Linked DNA regions of Pan troglodytes: region 2 is linked to region 1. The links are chromatin contacts, called in public HiChIP or PLAC-seq maps. All regions are on one chromosome and are shown on one strand. The core of a region is the stretch at or near the end of the contact, and the rest is flanking DNA. Distances in the headings are between cores, read along the strand shown. Region 1 holds the start of KLHDC2 (kelch domain containing 2). Region 2 holds the start of MGAT2 (alpha-1,6-mannosyl-glycoprotein 2-beta-N-acetylglucosaminyltransferase).

Region 1 (4,488 bases), core at 983-3,482:
TAAAAAGTAGCTGATGTTATGAGAAAACAAGTTTAGAGTTTAAGTAATTTGCCCAAGGTTATTTATGAAGTAATGGTGGAGCCAGGATTCTATCCTTTCCCTGAACTTTAACAACTGCCTGACATTCCCAGCCTTTGACCCTCCCCAGCCACTTTCTGAACAATGTTGACACAGTAAACGACTGCGGTTAGCCAAAAATGAGTGTCAAAGTCCAGCAAGCTTGAATATTAAACATACAGAAACAGAACAGTTGACCACGTAAAACAACTTCTTTTTCCACCCCACCAGTGATGAAGGGAAAGGCTGGAAGCGGGCTGACCCACAGGGGACCAGCCTGTCCTGGGGAGGAAAACTGCCTACTATGTAGGAAGCCAAGGTTTACTGCCTTTGAAACAATCTCCAAGGACTTCTGTGCCTACCCTCAGGGTTCCAGCCACCAGCCATAAATGGGGAGGGCAGTCTGTTTCAGAACCATCCAATTCAGTGATTGTGCTGCTCCTCCCTGAATCGGCCCCAATCATCCAGGCCCTTTTAAATCCATAAGAAATATTCCACACTAAGAATCCTCCCCTGCCCCACTCCCAAAGTCTTATTCTCTCATGCTGCCATTTTAAAAATACAATTATGAATTAGGTAGCTTAGAAGTGTGATTGACAGGTTTCTCCAGGGGAATTAATTTACATTTTTATAAGGGTGACTACATGCTTGCCCCCCCCCCGCCCCCCTTCTTGCAATTCTCTACCCCTTTCTAAAGTATTTTTGAGACAGTTTCCTTCTTGTTGCCCAGGCTGGAGTGCAATGGCGCCGTCTCAGCTCACTGCAAACTCCGCCTCCCGGGTTCAAGTGATTCTCCTGCCTTAGCCTCTGAAGTAGCCGGGATTAGGGCGCCCGTCACCACGCCAGGCTAATTTTTTTTTTGTATTTTTAGTAGAGACGGAGTTTCACTATGTTGGCCAGGCTGGTCTCGAGCTCCTGACTTCAGCTGATCCACCTACCTTGGCCTCCCAAAGTGCTAGGATTACAGGCGTGAGCCACCGCGCCCGGCCCCCTTTCTATTTTCTAACCACATTCATTGGAAACTGGGGAAAACACTGCAGATTCATTAGGATTGGCAAAAAATTACTTTTGCAGTTAAACCAAATTAAAGTATCAGGACAGCTATCTTTGAAAGCTATCTCAAAAATGGTCAACTATGATCAAGTCAGCTGTACCATAAGCTAAAAACAATCACAAAGCAAGTCATCCAAGGCACGGGCGTGGGGAGGGCGGAGAACATTTTCAAGACCAAAGAGGAATTTTGTGGTAGGACTGGCTCAGAGCCATCCTAGCAAATAAAATTCTAGATTTCCGAGGTTAGCAGGGTAAAGAATGGCAACTGGCTTTAAACTGCTAACTAATCACGTTGTTTATAACCAGGGGATCGGAGAGTCAAAGAGCTGCACTCTGTAGTTCATTTGATGCTGGGGATTTTTTGGTTACTGGTGGAGCTTTTCCATTATCTTAATAGGGGTGTCTGCTGAAAAACTTCAACCCAGCTGAAGCCAGAAGGAAAACAGTCCTGATGGCCATTTGCACAGGCGGGAAGGCTGAATAAGGTGGTTCCTGTAACCTTTTGGAATTCCAGTTTTCCTACGCCTCGGCCTCCCTGTAAGTGGGCAGCGGTTCCCAGCTCCAGAGGGTGAAGTCCTCGTAGGCCGTCCTCATAACGCGTCTGAGTGATATCACACACCGTCACCTTTCACACCCCAACCCTTCCGAATGCACCGCCCAAGCAACATTAACAGGACCTTCCCCGGAATAACGCTCCAATGGCAACAACGGGGGTGGGAGTGAGTTGGCTTTGTGAGCACCAGGGTGACATGACAGCAGCCCTGGAGGTTCGAGACGGGTTGGGGGACTCGAGAGAAGGAAGATTCCCGCGCGCAAAAAAAAAACAACCAACGGGCAGAGTCTGAGGTGGGGCGCGCGACGCAGGCGGGGAGCGCCCTCCGCGGCCCGCTCTGGCCTCCCCGCCTGGCCGCGAACGCAGACCCGAGTCACAGCCGAGCGACGTCCGTCGCGGCCCGGCCACTCACTGACCTTGTAGCCGCCCCAGACGAACATGTGGCGCCCGTCGCTGACGGCTACGTGGCCGCTGCGCTCAGCGGGGCAGGCAAGCTCCATGGACTCATAGCTCTCGAAGGCTGGCCCAGGCAAGTCGTCAGCCCGCAGATCCTCGTTGCCATCAGCCATCTTGAGGCTGCACTTTTGCTAACCAACAATGCCCACACCCGCGAGGGGCCAAAGAAACAAAGGAAAAGGAGAGAAATGCACAGCGGCGCGAGGCAAGGAGAAGGCGGTGGCGAAAGGGACGGCGTTGAGGCCTCTCTGCCGCCTGCGCTCGAGTTTCCCAGCCTCCTCGGCCGAGGACGGCTCTCCGCCGCCGCCGGGGCACGCCTGCAGACAGCAGGGCCGCGAGCGGAGCCAGGCGGCGGCGGCGCGGGCCCGGGACTCGGGGCACTGCAGGGAAGCGGTCCGCGTCGGGCCGGCTCCCTCTTGCAGCCCGTCCGCCCCGCCTCCTGCAGTCCACGGCCTTGTTTACGCCGCGGCCGGAAGCCGCCCGTTCCGCTGACGCCGCCCGTTCCGCTGACGCCACCCGCCGAGCTCCGGAAGCGAGGCTGCCGCTCAGCGCCCCCAGCGCCGGGTCCTCCAGCCGCCGCCGCCGCCTCTGCCCGCGCCTCCGCCTACGGCCTGGGCACCGCAGCTCTATGGGGCCCGGCGACTTCCAGTCGCGCTTCGAGTCTCCTTTCACTGAGGGAACCGCAGGGATAATGTCCTGAATCGGTCCCTGAAAGCTGCTGAATTTTAGCCGGATTGCCGCAATTTTTTTTTTTCTTCCCGAGGATTTCTATTCGTTTGATTGAGGGATGATCTCAGAGGGTTCACAGCCCGGGCAGGGGCACCAGAATTGCTCCACTAGCAAGTTTCTGGTCTCGCCTTAGAGTCGATGCAGGCCCTGCTGTTCTGCGGGCGCGAGGGCAGTCGCTTAGCTCTCACGTGGGGCCCAGCCCGATCCTCGGCGGCCTCTCCTGAGCTCCTGCCGCCCCTGCCGGGCGCCGCCTCTGCAGGAATCTGACGTTGCCGCCGCCGCCGCTGCTGCCGCCAGCCGGGCTGCAGAGTTGGCTTGAAAAGCGTTTCCGAAGCCGTAACCACCCTTTTCTTCAGAAAGAAAGGCGGATCCTTTTCACGCACACACAGCTTTCTCTTATTTTATATGATACCTTTCAATTGGGCCAAAATAAAATTACGAGTTACTGTGCTTGATACCTCACCTGTAAAATAGGGTGGGACAAAAATAATCTTAAATTCTTGATCTTACAGTGCCTCTAGAATTTATCGTGTTTGGTAGGAGGGACGTGTTTCATTATCTCCATTTCCCTCATCTTCTGGTTGGGAGCACTCCGTAGAAAAGGAACACTTTGAACAATAAAAGGCTTTTTTTTTTTTTTTAATTATTAAAATGCTTATAGCCTGCCACTCCTCCCCTAGTGTGCCAATGTGTTTACTTGAACTCAAGAACTTGAAAGTTACTTAAGAGGATTAATTAAAGCCTTCAACAAGGAAGCAAATCACCTTGAGGCTGTTAAGACCTTATCTGCCATTCACCCTGGTTGGTGCCCTCAAATCTGTCTGACTCACAGAATTCCTTGCAGCAGTGTCTTCTCCAAGTCGAATTATGCTCACTAGACTTTGGGGTTATCGAAGTTCCTTGTGAACCAACCTCGTGAATCTGATCGAGTCACTTAAAAACCTTGAGCTGGCTCCCGTCGTCCTTAGTAGAATCCAAAATTAGTATCTCGGCTGGGCGCGGTGGCTCACGCCTGTAATCCCAACACTTTGGGAGGCCGAGGCAGGCGGATCACCTGAGGCCAGGAGTTCGAGACCAGCCTGGCCAAAATGGCGAAACTCTGTCTCTACTAAAAATACAAAAAAATTACACAGGCGTGGTGGCCGGCGCCTGTAATCCCAGCTACTTGGGAGGCTCAGGCAGGAGAAACTCTTGAAGCCGGGAGGCGGAGGTTACAGTGAGCCAAAAGGCCACCATTGCACTCCAGCCTGGGCAACAAGAACGAAACTCCGTCTCAAAAAAAAAAAAAAAATTCATATCACAGTGCTGTGCAAGAAGACCCAGCATGGTCCAGACCCAGCTTGCCTTTCCAGCTTCAATTCCTGGCTGTGTCCTCCTTCCAGCTACATTACCCTTCTATCATCGTTTTTGTTTTTTGTTTGTTCGAGAGAAGTCTCGCTCTTGTCCCCCAGGCTTGAGTGCACTGGCTCGATCTCGGCTCACTGCAACCTCCGCCTCCCGAGTCCAAACGATTCTCCTGCCTCTGCCTCCCAAGTAGCTGGGACTAAGGCACCTGCCACCACGCCCGGCTGATTTTTGTATTTTTTAGTAGAGATGGGATTTCACCATGTTGGCCAGGCTGGTCTCGAACTCCTGACCTC
Region 2 (4,855 bases), core at 1-2,500, 160 kb after region 1:
GGGCTAAGTAGTGATCCTCTTCTAGGAAAAGTATAAGGCCAGCATAATCTCGAAGAATTTTCACTCTTTCCCACACAAAATGCAGCTTCCACCACCAGTGATGTTTGGTCTGGGAGAATTTGGCCTCTCTATAATGGCCGAAGGAGTCGGGATACTCAGCATTGATGCACCCCAATTTCAAAGCGGCATTCTTCGGCAGGTCTCTGGGACAATCTCTAGGGTCACTACCTGGAAACTCGTTAGGGTACAACTGAATGCTGAAAGGAAAGAACACCTGCAGAACCGGACAGAAATTCACTCCGGCGATCAGCTGATTGATCTCGGTCGACCAGAAGTCATGGCTAAAGATGACGAGGACGTTGTCAATTCCCTGGGCTTTTCGAAGTGAGTCCAGCAGCAGTCTGAGGTATTCGGGCCGGTTATGCACCTGGACCACCAGCACCAGCTCCCGGGGGGCCCAGGTGCCAGCCTTATCTACATTCCTCAGCGTCTGATCAAAGTTCAGCTGGTACACCAGGGACCGGTACCGCAGCGTCAGGTTGTCCGCCTCGGGCTGGGGGACCGCCGGGACCAGGGGAGCCGCCGACACGTTGGAGACCCTGCGGATGCCCACAGCCACAGAGGGGTGGTCCCCGCCGCGGCCGCCGGCACCCCGCGCGGGTTCGGCGTCCAGCAACGGTGGGGCGAGGGCCTCGTTCTTCCTTTGTCGCCCATTGCTGCTCCAGAGGACGAAGCCGCAGGCGGCCACCACGAGCGTCAGGATTAGCACCTTCCGTTTGTAGATGCGGAACCTCATGGTCTCCAGGGCCGGGAGCGCAGGCGGGCGGGCGCGGAAAGGAGCAGCTGCTTCTGCACGGAAGGGGCGGGCGGGCGGCGGCCGTCGCCTTGGCCTGTCACGGTCGGAACTGGCCCCCGCGGCTGCCCTCGCTAACTCATCCCGGGCCCCGGGGGTCCTGGGGCCCGAGACCTCTCATTTACCCCGCGCCGCCTGCGCTCCACACATCCTCGCCTGGCAGCTACAGCTCGAGTATCGGCGCCGCCGCTAGGAGCCGCGGCTCGGCTTCGTCTCCGTCCTCTCCATTCAGCACCAAGGGTCCCGGAAGAAGCTCAGCCGCGGTCCCAACCGCACCCTAGCTTCGTTACCTGCGCCTCCAGCGGCCCTGCGTCCTCTGCGCTCTCATCCTTACAGGGGCCCTAGACGGCCAGAACTGAGCGACGCAGCCTCGCCTCACTCCGGCGGGGACCGTTATGACAAACCGCAACTGCCCAGCGGCACACCGCGGCCCTCCGGCCCACACCCCTCCGGCCCGCCCCTTAGACCGTTGGTTGGTGCTTTCCAGACGCGACCGAAGGCGCCTGACCGCCGTGGCCGGCTGCCTATTGGTTTGCAGTACTGTCGCTCAGGTGCAGTTCCCACTTCCGCCTCTTTCTTCCCTTTCCTGTTAGGCGAGAGCTGCGAAAGGCGAGAGCTGCGAAGGGCCAGGTGTCGGGCGCCGTTTCTCGGTAAGCTAAGAACGAGGCTGTAGCGGCTCCAATAGGAGCCTCCCTTGCTCAGAATCCTGGGTAGGACTAGGCCTTCTTAGGAAAGGGAAGGCGAGACTTATGGCCCTCGCCGGCCTTAGTTCGAGAGCAGGCTTCTCCCTTCAGGAAAAGGTCTCAGGCATGGCGGCTATAGAATCGCGGGGCGCGCCGGCTTGATAAGGACACGTCAGCCCTCGAGGCTGCTGACGGGTGACTGTGCTTCGGAGGGGAAAAGTGATACTACGCTGATGTGGTTCTCGTAGAAGGAACGGGGCGGGTCGTAACCGTAGCTACAACGTCGCGCGCTGCCCCAGCCATTCTCTAGAGCTGGAAAATGGAGGAGGTGGGTGGGGGGAAGGGGGTCAAAGAAACTCTGGTCCTTAACTTCCTTTTGGGAAGAAAATTAGATGAACCGCACTTTTCTTTTGGAGCAGTCACAATAAATTAAACTCATTTCGTACGGAAAACTGACTGTATTGGGCCTCCTAAAGCTGCTGCTGTCGGTTTTCGTGAGTCTTGTTCTATATGAGAAAAGAAGAATGGCTCGGAGCATTGTGAGTTATTTGAGATGTGCAAAATTTGCCGGGCCCAGAGAGACAGCAGTATGGGACTTCAGACACCTCCCCACTTAATGCCTGGCATTTTATTCCTGACTAGCTGCTTCACCCATTATGTCCGCGTTCCTGGAATTTGTCATAAAAAGAATGATGTATAGCCAATCAATCGCTTGTGTTATTTTAATGTAAATTCTTGGTAAACAATTTAGGAACTGCCATTTTTTCCTCTAAAAACCCACTTGCAACTGCTGCTACTCAGGGCATTTTGAATCTGTGCTCTGGGTTGCAATCCTCAAACTTGCCCCAAATAAACATTCTACTTATATGAATTGTGCCTCAGTTCTTTTTTTTTTTTTTGAGACGTAATTCCGCTGTTGTTGCCCAGGCTGGAGTGCAATGGTGCGATCTCGGCTCACGGCAACCTCCGCCCCTCCCCACCCCGCCCAAGCGATTCTCCTTACAGGTATGCACCACCACCACGCCAGGCTAATTTTGTATTTTTAGTAGAGACGGGGTTTCTCCATGTTGGTCAGGCTGGTCTCGAACTCCGGACCTCAGGTGATCCGCCCTTCTCGGCCTCCCAAAGTGCTGGGATTACAAGCATGAGCCACCGTGCTCGGCCTTGCCTCAGTTCTTTAGGTCGACAAATTAGTCCTCCAGTAATTTAAACGAAGTGTTTCAAAAAGGTATGTACTTGTATGTGCGTTTATTCATATGGAAAAAGAGTACGTGGTGGATTTATATATTACTCATTTATGTGTACGGTTTTCCTGTATATACTTGTATAGCACTTTCACTTTTCGGAATGTTTAATGTCTGCTATCTTATTTTAAATATTTTACTGCAGTTTTCATCATATAGACAAAACAGCCCTGCTGCAAAGATGGTCAACGTACCTAAAACCCGAAGAACCTTCTGTAAGAAGTGTGGCAAGCATCAGCCTCACAAAGTGACACAGTATAAGAAGGGCAAGGATTCTTTGTATGCCCAGGGAAGGAGGCGCTATGATCGGAAGCAGAGTGGCTATGGTGGACAGACAAAGCCAATTTTCCGGAAGAAGGCTAAGACCACAAAGAAGATTGTGCTAAGGCTGGAATGTGTTGAGCCTAACTGCAGATCCAAGAGGATGCTGGCCATTAAGAGATGCAAGCATTTTGAACTGGGAGGAGATAAGAAGAGAAAGGGCCAAGTGATCCAGTTCTAAACTTTGGGATATTTTTCTTCAATTTTGAAGAGAAAATGGTGAAGCCATAGAAAAGTTACCTGAGGGAAAATAAATACAGTGATATTCTTACGCAAACTTTTTGTGGTTTTTACTTATAAATAGAATTCCATGTTTAGTGTAGTCCCACCTCAAACTTTACTAACAAGTTTATATATGTATGAAGGGAAAATACTACTTTACTACTTTTTGTTTTCTGGTCAATTTCAAATGTTGAATGAATTCATAAACATTGAGCAGCTTAGAAGGATCTTTAAGATTTTGCAAGAGAAGGAACAAGATAACGCTAGGCTTGTGTATAGCAGGCTGGGTTGGGCAAAGGATGGAAGTTGGGGGATAGTAAGAGCTGACGAAATATTCTGTCTAGTAGGGGCCGCTAGCCAGGTAATGTGTTTCCTGTTACACTAGTCAGATTTAGTACTCAACAGCCACGTGTGGCTAGTTTATTGGACAACACAGATGTAAAACATTTCCACCGCAGAAAGTTCTTTTGGACAGTACTGTTAGAGACTGTGGCCTTGAATATAAAAGGATAGTTCAAAATTGACTTCACACTAAAGTTCTCAATCTAGTGAAAGTCCAAGATAGCATAAACTGTTTTTTGAACCTCTTAGAACACTCTGGGAGGTACTCAAAAAAAAAAAATTTTTTTTTTTGGGACAATCTGTCACTGTAACCCACACTGGAGTGCAGTGGCACATTCATGGCTTACTGTGGCCTCTCAGGCTCTGTAGCTCTGTAGGTCCTGCCTTAGCCTTGGAGTAGTTGGGTACCACCATGCCTGGCGAATTTGCCTGGCTAATTTTATTTCTTTTTTTTTCTTTTCTTTTTTTTTTTTTAAAGATGGGGTCTCTCACTCCTGGGCTCAAGCAATTCTTGAGCCTAGGCTGGTCTCAACTCCTGGGCTCAAGCAATTCTCCCATCTCAGCCTCCCAAAGGGTTGGGATTACAGTGTGCTACTGTGCTTGGCCAGAACTTGACAGTTGGGAAGGTTTAGGAGTTATGACTGAAAACAAGAAGGTTGAAATTCACAATGAAAAAAAGTTGAGCCTTGTGAAAGGCAAGAAAAGTTCAGTATCAAGTGAAAAACTGGGAAAAGGTAGGGGTTATAAGAGGTCAAATTCTGCCTTTTGTATATGAATTTAAGTTGACTAAGATACATGGGAATGACAGTAGTTAGAGGAATGCAAAGGGCTAGGGTGTGTAGGAGTAACAGATGGTTTGCACATAATCCCAATAACTGACTATTATAGCTGCATTTGATTGTAAAAAAAAATGTAAAAATCATCTATACGAGTTTATTTTTAAATACATCACCATCACTTTTTCCTTTTTTTGGAGACAGGGGTCTCGCTCTGTTGCCCAGGCTGGAGTGCAGTGGCATACTCACAGCTCACTGCAGCTTTGGCCTCCTAGGCTCAAGCTATCCTCTCACCTCAGCCTTCCTAGTAGCTGTAGCTAGGACTACAGGCATGCAGCACTATGCTTGGCTAATTTTTTTTTTTTTTTTTTTTTTTTTGCTTGGCTAATTTTTGTGTTTTTTATAGAGACGGAG

Evidence for each region. HiChIP or PLAC-seq counts read pairs in DNA pulled down with a chosen protein or histone mark.
Region 2: a contact with region 1 is called in an H3K4me3 HiChIP or PLAC-seq map of stem cell-derived excitatory neurons, with 2.2 times the contacts expected there. The contact joins the promoter of MGAT2 here to the promoter of KLHDC2 in region 1. A contact is called at or near these places in 1 of 7 Hi-C or Micro-C datasets (stem cell-derived neural progenitor cells) and 1 of 1 datasets of contacts at active chromatin or transcription factors (stem cell-derived excitatory neurons).

Annotation. Positions count from the first base shown.
Region 1 is chr15:47,783,419-47,787,906 of NHGRI_mPanTro3-v2.0_pri, reverse strand. KLHDC2 (kelch domain containing 2) reads right to left here and starts at 2,232. Exons shown (of 13, transcript XM_054666512.2): 1 at 2,080-2,232. The coding sequence starts at 2,232.
Region 2 is chr15:47,623,025-47,627,879 of NHGRI_mPanTro3-v2.0_pri, reverse strand. MGAT2 (alpha-1,6-mannosyl-glycoprotein 2-beta-N-acetylglucosaminyltransferase) reads right to left here and starts at 1,250. Exons shown (of 1, transcript NM_001279776.1): 1 at 1-1,250. The coding sequence starts at 796. RPL36AL (ribosomal protein L36a like) reads left to right here and starts at 1,412. Exons shown (of 2, transcript XM_001152349.7): 1 at 1,412-1,503; 2 at 2,926-3,378. The coding sequence starts at 2,962. The coding sequence ends at 3,282.